2 separate regions of the Rattus norvegicus genome follow, and region 1 is linked to region 2. The links are chromatin contacts, called in public Hi-C maps. All regions are on one chromosome and are shown on one strand. The core of a region is the stretch at or near the end of the contact, and the rest is flanking DNA. Distances in the headings are between cores, read along the strand shown.

Evidence for each region. A called contact is a pair of places that touch in the nucleus more often than the background predicts.
Region 1: a contact with region 2 is called in a Hi-C map of the A7r5 cell line, with 1.7 times the contacts expected there. The contact joins the promoter of Nup42 here to the enhancer-like site in region 2. A contact is called at or near these places in 2 of 12 Hi-C or Micro-C datasets (the A7r5 cell line and the Rat2 cell line).

The regions. Positions count from the first base shown.
Region 1 is chr4:11,892,064-11,896,831 of GRCr8, reverse strand. Nup42 (nucleoporin 42) reads left to right here and starts at 1,841. Exons shown (of 7, transcript NM_001109217.1): 1 at 1,841-2,080; 2 at 4,153-4,375. The coding sequence starts at 1,954. LOC134486544 (a long non-coding RNA gene) reads right to left here and starts at 1,981. Exons shown (of 2, transcript XR_010065741.1): 1 at 1,853-1,981; 2 at 1-1,357.
Region 2 is chr4:11,807,467-11,812,582 of GRCr8, reverse strand. The region is part of intron 1 of LOC108350647 (a long non-coding RNA gene); the gene reads right to left. Among named protein-coding and RNA genes, the nearest start is that of Nup42, 85 kb to the left of the region's middle. Within about 2 kb of position 3,267, at least 33 of the 93 cell types and tissues checked have an H3K27ac peak or open chromatin away from gene starts, as enhancers often do. A contact at or near this core is called in the A7r5 cell line, where this site is marked.

The sequences.
Region 1 (4,768 bases), core at 592-3,091, 86 kb before region 2:
GCTACCTCAAGTACCAGACACACTCAGTGAAGCACATGCATACATGCAGGCAAACACAAAAAAAAATGTTAATGTAGCTAAATTTTTTGGCGACAAAATATTCACTTACCACACTATAGTTATACTGACAGAGCAGTTACACCTGTAGACTATGCTGTTAAAATGTTTTAAATATACTAGCTGTTCTTTTAATAAAGTTCATTTACCCCTAATAGCCTGTATCATGTTCCTAATAAGAATGTGTCTCCCCCCAATCCCAGAACTATTGTACACAATTCTAAAGGAAAATGGGTTAAAGTAAACTATTCAAAGTATTTTACTTTTATACAAACTGCTTTGTATAAAATTGTATACAAAGTACATTTCATTACTTTTTCAAAAATTTCCTTTCCTATAATGTACTTTGCTTTCATTTCAATAGATACTGGGTTTGTCAGTATTCTGTCCTTTGAAGTGGTCTATTTTGATAATACATGGTTTTTACTTTTGAGAATCACAATTTGACTATGAATGTTTAGTAGCCAAGAATTGTTACATACTATAAACAGTAATTGTGACTTTGTGGTCTAGTTTTTAAAACTTATTATTATAGTCTCATGGAAACTTCTTGAGCCAGGAAATATTTTAATATACCAATACCAAAGCGTGCCATTTAATAAATAGTTATTCAACTAAGTATATTCCTTTTTGATTTGTTTGCATTAGGGAAATTCCAATTTACTCCATTCAATATGGCACCAAACCAGATTCTCACTCAACTTCAGTAAACTGGGCATTTCGCAGGTTGCAGCATTCAACCCTGATTGATCCTTTTGAATACCTTAAGTTTCACACTGATCTTACTAGTTTTATTCCTTTTTTAACATAATTCAATTTGTTGTGGGGGGTATGAAGATTAAAAATAGTGGCAGTTCACACTGGTTAAGCTAAGGCAGGAGGATAACTAACTTTTGAGACCAGACTGGGTCTCAATGTGTTTGTATACTTCCTATTACTGTGACAAACCTGGCAAAAACAACCTGAGGAATTGTGTTGATTCTGGCTCGCAGATTAAAGGCGCTGTCTATCACAGCTCGGAAGGGATTTCAATATGAAACAGCTGTCACACTGCAACTGCAGGCTAGCAACAGCAATGGATGCTCAACTCGAATTTACCTTTTTATTCAGTGCATGCCCACTCCTTTGAGGGTGCAGTCCACATTCAGGGTACAGCTTCTGTCCAGTTCAACCTTTCTGGAAGCATCTTCACAGACATGCTCAGGGATATGTGTCTATGGTGATTCTAAAAGTAATCAAGTTGATACTTGGATAGGTGGATTTCTGTGGGTTCGTGGCCGACCAGGGGCTAAGACTGTATCTAAACAAACAAAAACAAAACAAACAAAAACCAGTAAATTGAAACTGTGCTCCTAAGGAAAAACAGGCTGTTGCTGTGTCGGTTTTACATTTTTTCATTCTTCCTGATAAAATTTCAAAAGGCAACATTTACGTGAAATTTTAAGACGGTACCAACTAAGGAACTAATAGATGCTTTTCGCCTGCATTGAGTACTATGTCCTAGTTACAGCTGACTTTCTGTAAGTCTTCCCTTATGATAAACGGCCAGGCCCCTTTTTTTTTTTTCTAAGTAAATGTAAAGAACGAATGAGTCTCGCAAACTGCAGCCAAGTAGAGGGTTGCTGGTTGTCTGGTATCCTCTAGATTCGGGTGCGGTTCCGGGATCCAATGCCTGCGTTCCTTTTCAACAGCCCGCTTTCTCAGGACTCCTTTACCCGAGCGCTGACGTCTCAGTTCCTCTCAAACCCCATTGGCTAAAGCCCACGCCTCTCGCCGCACAGATAGGTCACAGAACCTGGGCGCGGGGAGATGACGTCACACTAGCCGGACCGCGGTTGCTGGAGCTTGGGCCCTCGCAGCTGACCGCGAGTAGGGACGGGCTGCGACGGCGCTACGATGACCATTTGCCAGTTTTTCCTTCAAGGCCGGTGCCGCTTCGGAGACCGCTGCTGGAACGAGCATCCCGGCGCCCGGGGTGCGGCCGGGGCCCGGCAGCCGCCACCACAGCAGCAGCCGCCCTCAGGTGATGGCTGAGCCCTGAGCCAGGGTCACGTGGTGCAGACGCTCTCCTTCACCCTGACATCTGCCCTGGCTTCCGATGTTTCGCCCAGTAGTTGGGCTCGTTCTTTCCACTGGTTAGATGTGGACAGGCGTTTGGATTGGGTGCTACTTCCAAACTGCGTTTTTAATGTTGGTGAATGGCAGCGATTGGGAGAAGTCTCGTTCAGACTCTTTGCCCTACTCTCTTGTTCTTGATCACAAGCTCTTAAAATTTGGGCTACCTAGTCGGTAGCTTGAGACACCGGGCCAAGAATCTTACAGGTTTTGTGGAAAGGGTATTCAGGAACCAGACATTAAACCAGCATAACACAAGGTTTCAAAAGTCAAAGATAAATACGTTTTATTCTCTTAATTTTTTATTTGTTTTATTTGTTTGGCTTTTTTTTTTCTTTTTGGCTTTGTTGTGGTGGTGGGTTTTGTTGTTCTTTGTTTGTTTGCTTGCTTTGGTTTTGGTTTTTAGGTTTTTAGAGACAGTATTTCTCTGTGTAATAGCCCTGGCTGTCCTGAAACTCTTCTTTGTAGACCAGGCTGTCCTTGAACTCACAGAGATCAACCTGCCTCTACCTCCTGAGTGCTTAATTAAAGTCATGTGCCACCACTGCCCAGTTCTTATCGAACCGGAACCTAGTTCTTGACGGTATCAGTGGGTACTTCTCTTTCCCCTTCTCTTTAAGACCCCTCCAGCTCCCGGTTGCATGGTAGTTTGATGTTTCTACTCTTCGTGGAGAAGGCAGATTGTATCATCTACAGTCTTGTCTAGTGAAGGACTCCAAATTAGGATTCAGGGTCGCATAGATATTGATGTACTCCGGGACTGCTAAGAGTAATGTTTGGTTTCTGGAAACCTACTTTAAATGTAGTAATTTGCAAGTAAGTGTTCAGTAGATAGATAATTAGGTGAAAAATAAAATATAAATAAAACTTTAGGATGAAAATAAAGAAAAAGAATGCTTTGGAATTTTAAGGCTAAAATTATGGCCACTGAGCGGCAGCATAAAGGAAGTTTTATTTCCATGCTGTGTAATCCCCCAGCAACAGATTTGGAACTTCAAAACAAAATGCCATAATGCCATTAATTCCTGCTTCAGAGATCAGTTCAGCTGCCTTCTTTCTCTTTGGATTTATTGAGTAGTTTAGAATATGGGTACACCCATTGCTCTGTTTTTAGTATATATTAAATGGCATATTTTCTAAATTCTAAGATAAATTATTTTATCCTAGCATCATCTGGGAAGTGATAAGATTAAAAACAATATTGAAACCTCAACAAGTCCAGTTAGCTATTTTTTAATATATTTATGAGTTGTGAAAAACCTACACTGTACTTATCCACCTATTAGTATGTTCCGTAATCTCCGTATGAAGGATAGGTGGGTGGGCACTGTGTTCACAGAGTAAAGACTGGGGCAATGCCTTTTAAATACCTATTTAACTACAGAAAGCAAAGTTTAACCCTTTTTATTGTCCAGTTTATTGATTGTTCTCTTTCATTCATTGTCTCCGTATGGCCCAGTGCAGAAGCACACACACATCCAGTGCTAGGTCAAACAGAGGTCCTGAGCATGCCTGGCTTACCCCAAAGCTTTTAGAGATATTTAGAGTATTTTTTAATTTATTCCCCCCATGGTCAATTTAATAGGCTTAACACTGAACTCAGCGATATATTTCTATATTTCTATGATCACACTGATCTCATCTTGTTGCCTTTTGTCGATTTGGGTTTTGGGTTTCTTATTTGCTTTTTGAGATGGGACCTCACTATGTAGCCCTGGCTGACCTGGAATTTAGAGGTCTGCCTGTCTCTCCCTCCACAGTGCTGGCCTTGATATTATTTTTTAATGTAAATAGAACTTCATGTGATTTGTTATAACATATAATAAGCTGTAAATCAGAAAGAGATCGCCATTTAAGACTAGTAGAAAATAGCACTTTATTAGCCTTTGTATAATTTCAAGACATAAGATAAAATGTTATAGAGATTTTCAAGATTTGAAAAAGTTACCAATTTTCTGGTTGTTTTGTTGATGATTTCAGGGGGTAACCGTCGGGGGTGGAATGCAGGCAGCCAGAGGTACTCCAATGTCATCCAGCCGTCCAGTTTCTCCAAGAGCACGCCCTGGGGTGGCAGCAGAGGTCAGGACAAACCGCCCTTCGGCCCTTTTGATTCTGGAGCTTCTACCAGCAGAGGCTTTGGGTCACCTCAAAACCCTTTTGCCTCACCTCTCTCTGATGAGCAGAAAGATGAAAAGAAACTTCTGTGAGTTAAAGTGCCATAGAAAATCACCACCCAATTGATTGGTTTTTCCAGAAGCACTTACAGTATTTTCTTTTAAAAAAGAATGGTTTTGAAAGTCAGAATAAACAAAACAAGAAAAAGAAGTCGGCCACGGTCCTGTGGCCCAGCCAGCCTGTTCACACTGTGAGCATCTCAGACCGCGTCACTTAGCAGTGTGCGTTCTTAGGACTGCCTGCACTGGTCCACTTCCTACTGTACTAGCACATTTCAAAGGTTAGTCTTGCTTAAATGGTCCGTGTGCTCTGCGCTCGTTACAGAGTATTGGATAATTCAGAACAATTGCTATCCTCAAGGTTACTGGTTATAGCACACATGTGTCTTTGTAAAACCTTTATTCCAGTTACTCTATTTGAA
Region 2 (5,116 bases), core at 2,018-4,517:
TGTCCCCGAAACAGAACGAGGGGACGCGAGGGGTGGGGTCCTAGAGTCCAGAGTTCTGAAGGTACAGTCAAGCACACGTGACTGTGAAGGTTAACTCGGTACCCAGCAACCGAGAGAGACGGAGAAACCTTTCCTTGGACTGTACCTCTAGGGAGTGTGCAAACAGAAAAGAAAAATCAATCACTTACTGCAAGTAAAGGTCCACCCACTCCTACCAGGGATACTCGCCTGCCCCTCCTGTGTATAAAGGAAAGTCCCAGACCTATGCAGCCACAAGCTTGCTCACGCCCTCTGCTGCAGCCGTGTTCATAACCGTGCCGCACCTGACACCCCCTGCCGCGTAAAGTACACCCTGTCCTCCCTCTCACTCTTAGTAAGTCCACCGCTGCCACTCTGTGTTTTGCTTAGGTCCTTGTTCCAGACACAAAGGACCTGGGCACCATGCCACAGATGACCCCAGAGGTCCTCCTGGATCATTTTAGTAAACAGACCCAGTAACCCTGGTGGAAGGTCAGGGAAAGGTGACGCCTCTGTCCCCTCTGACCACAGGCACTACTGCTCCTTAAGCAGTTTCAGGGCCATCTGCCCCCAGACCAACTGGGCTCAGACAGACACAACATCCGTCTGGAAACAAAGTCACACCCATGGGTAAAGGCTCTGGGGATGGGGGTCGGGGTGTGCTTCTGGCCAAGTCCTTTGGGGTGGCAGACTTGGTTTGATGATGGTCCTGAATTGACAGCTCCCAGGCTGCAGAGTGTGGATGAGCAGGGGAGAGACCTGGGTTACCTGGGACACGTGTGTGTGTGTGTGTGTGTGTGTGTGTGTGTGTGTGTGTGTGTGTATATGTGTGTGTATATGTATGTGTGTATATAGTCTGTGTGTGTCTGTGTGTATGTGTGTATATGTAGTCTGTGTGTGTGTCTGTGTGTGTATATGTGTGTGAATACATGTGTGTCTGTATGTGTCTGTGTCTGTATATGTATATGTGTGTATGTGTGTGTCTCTGTATGTTTCTGTGTGTGTATGTGTGCTTGTGTATGTGTGTGTGTCTGTGTGTATGTGTGTGTCTGTGTGTGTATATGTGTGTGTGTCTGTGTGTGTATATGTGTGTGTATATGTATGTGTGTATGTAGTCTGTGTGTGTCTGTGTGTGTCTGTGTGTGAATACATGTGTGTCTGTATGTGTCTGTGTCTATATATGTATATGTATGTGTGTGTCTCTGTATGTGTCTGTGTGCTTGTGTATGTGTGTGTGTATGTGTGTGTATGTCTGTATGTATGTGTGTGTATGAGTGTGTGTGTGTTTATAGACCAGAAGACATTCCCAGGAGGAAGAGCCTTGCTCAACCAACCACCCACCTGTGCCTCACCAGGAACAGAGACGCTCTCCCCCTGCACAGACACTCCGGCATGAGCCCCAAAAGCGTGGGAATACAAACTGAAGGGAACGTGGGGTCTGAGGAGAGCTCCCCCTGCCTGCCCTGAGCCATGTTTGCAAAGATCCACAGACGTCCCAGCCAGAAGACAGAGCAGAGGACATGAGCAAGGGTGTGTCCCGCCCACCTGCCTCTCTGCCGCCCTGATCCATCCCAGCCCCATGTAAAGCAGAGTGTGATTTTGTTTGTGGCTCCTCCGATGCCAGGTGGGGATGCAAATACGAAAGCTGCTTTACATAAGGAAGAGGAAGCCATGTGGGCATGAGAGCCTGTTGCTTTAGAGGCCTCTGGGAGAGGGAAGGGAAGGAGGTTGTGACCACCTGTCCTCTGTTCTCCCAGACAAAAGCCCTGGCCCAGGGTCAGAGGGGCTCTCTACGGACCTTTCCCAGAGGGAGGAACATGGAGATCTATCCCAAGACATGAGACAGACAAACACAAACTTGGTTGTCTGAAGGACAGAACAAGATGGAGCATTCTGGAGCAGAGGCTGGGGATTGTCTGGGACCTAACTCCATGAAGGAGGACCTGGACCCCGAGCCTTGTGGAAGGAGTCCCTGCTAGGGTAGGAGTCTGGCGCCACCTAGCTCTGCATAGTCACGTAGGAGCCACATGACCTCTGAGGCCCCACTCTCTATAGCAGGAAGACGTCTAGCTGACTTTCAAGCCTGCTCTTTCCAGGTTTGCCAGCAAGTAGTTCATCGTGTCCCTGGCCTGGCTTCTCGGTGTCAGCTCAGACCATGATCCCATGGCCACCCTGTCTGTCCTCAGGTGTTCGTCCGCATGGCCACCGCCTCCCCACCTCACCTACTTCCTTGACCCCCTAGCAAGGCAAAGCCTAGCATGGCAGTTCTCAGACCAGCCCTTCCTGCAAACCCTTGCCTTCCTCCCACACACTCATGAAGAGGCCTGCAGACCACTGGCATCTCGGATTTCAGCTTTTGCTCCTGACTGGAAGATAAGAAGTTGTCTCCTTGTTACTTTCAGCTGCAGCTTCTCTGAGGGTCTCTGCCATCTTGTCTCTGAGGCTTGGAGCCGCACTTAGTCCGAAGGGTGGTTACACTGAGGGCCGAGGGGTCCCAGAACCCAGGGAGCCATTAGCAAAGGGTCCCCTAGAGAGAAAACAGCCCATCACTTGCAGTGGCCAGTGTGGGTGGCAGCGTGTGTGCCCAGTGTGGTGAGACTCTCTGCCATCCTCTAAACCTTGAAGAATGCCGGTGGGAGCCGTTATCGGCCATTTCAGAGTTTCTTTGGGACATTTGTTTTGTTCTAGAACTCAAGCTTCACTGGACCTCATGGCAGCGCTTCTTGCCTCAATTTCCTGAGAGCTGGGATTACAGGCCTGAGCCACCATACCCAGTCCGGTTTCAGGGTTGTACCCAAGGTCGGCAGAAGGAAGTATTAATAAGCTACATTAAAGCCACTCCACCCACGGCTCAAACCACCGCCAATCAATTCTGTACGAGCCGCTGCCAGGTCAGGCTCCCTGGGTGTTGATTTCCTGCTCCGGAGTATCAGTGAGTCATCTGCCTCCTCCTCTCCACTTTAACTGTGGCTCTGAGACCCGAGAGTCTGCAGAAGCGAGGTCACATGGCGTCTTTATTTAGTAGCCGGTTCCCAACTGGCAGGAGGGGAAGGACAGCCAGACACTTCCTAGAAACAGCTCCCTTTCAATTTCCGGAGCCCACAGCAGCTAGGAAGCTCGATGGTGTCTTAAATTCCTGGACTCCATGTCGGGCCGCTGACGTTCAAGACTTGGGGTGCTGACTAAAGGATGGGCTGGGGCAGAGACGCAAACGACAGGAAACAGACTTCCAGAGGGTAGGGCTTTGTGCCATGTGGCCACCAGGTGGCGCCCAGCGCTTCAAACTGCTAACATCAAGGGGCCAGGCTGGAGCCCTGTTAATCTCTCACAGATTAGTGCCGAGATGTTATGCCCCCAGGTGGGAGGCAGAAGCATGACCAAATGTCGCAGAATTATCCTGCATTCATTTAGACCAAGTTCATGTGAATGTCACGAGAAACTAAATTAACAACGAATTCCACGGGGGAGTTTTACTTCTATGTAAAACTCAGATCTGGCTGGTATAGGTTTCCCTCACAGCCTCCCAGACCAACATCTGAGCACACACACCATATCTGAGAGGACAAAGGACGGCAAGGCCCCCACTTCAAGACTTTTCAAGCACCTCTTGGGAAGGCATCACATACCTATAATCTCAGCACTTGGGAGACTGAGGCAGGAGGATCACCACAAATTCAAGGTGAGCCGAAGCTACAACTGTGACCCTATTTCAAAAACCAAGCAAGGAGGTCCACAGACATCATCTGTACCTATAAATCATGAATTGTAACCCAGCCACATGAGGCCTCTGGGAACTGGAGTCCTATGCACAAACATTGCTGAATTAAATAATTAATAATTAAGTCCCGGCTACGGGTTCTCTATCCACTTCAATGGTCTGTGTTCCCAAAGGAAAGACACATGTCTTAGTCACCACAATAGCTGGGCTACTGCTTAACCTCCACTGATAGAGTCTACCTCTTACTGATAATTCCAAGTCACAACTTAACTAAATTCTGTGTTCTGTCTTGGCTGCTCTGGAGTCAGAGAGCTACCCAACTGGGCCTTGCTCTGGGCCGCGCTCTCCCAGCTCCTTCACATGGTGGCCATGCCTCTCTGTCCTTCACTCTTCTCAGACATGGCATTTCTCCTCTCCACACTCTCCTGTCATGGCAGATCTTCCCTCTCCTTCTTCCTCTTAGCCCAAAGCCTGGGAAATTCTAAAAGTCCCGGTTCTGTCTGCCCTGCCCAGTCATTGGCTGCTGACATCTTTATTTACCAACCAGAACCAACTGGGGACAGGGTTCCTCAGCATCTTAACTGCGGACATGCAGACGATCGATCGTGCAAACAATTTGGGGGCCCAAATTAACATTAGAATGCAAGCAGCATAGGCCAAACCCACTACATTTCTCCCGTTCTCTCCAATTAAAAACACTCCTTTCTCTCGGACATAAATTGGACACGATTATAACAATTGTGCACATTATAAAGTATGTATACGCTTATAACATCTAGTCCATCATCTTTGGCAATTTAGATAAAGTATTCTATCTATCTATCTATCTATCTATCTATCTATCTATCTATCTATCTATCATCTATCCTAACTTAAAGAGTTTAAAATTCTGTACCTGAATTCTGTTTAATTTTAATCTGTTTAATTGTAATACCATCTGAAAACTATCCTTTCAAATCTAGAACCTCTTCTCTAATGTTAGATAACTTAAGTTCAATTATGAGACTATAACTAGTCTTCAATCCCGTCAGAGATCTGAGAAGGAATTAAATATTAACTGACTATGTAGGAAGCACAAAAGCATAGATTCCAGAGCTGCCTGGACAGTCCCCAGTATCCCTTATAATGTTGGAGCATTGGTCTTCAGCCTCTGGCCCAGAACATCTGACAGACCTTAACTGAAGCAGGAATTAAGAAAGTTCAGCTTACCCTGTCTTGGCAGAGCTTAACAGTAAACTACCCGGCATCCGATTTGCCCTTTTCTGGACAGCATTTGTCTGCAGAATGAATGAGGGTATTTCTTGCCCAGTGGCTTGCTTGCCACAATTGAAGTGACTCCTATCGGAGGTAATGATGCTCAATATCTTCTCTGAAGTGTGA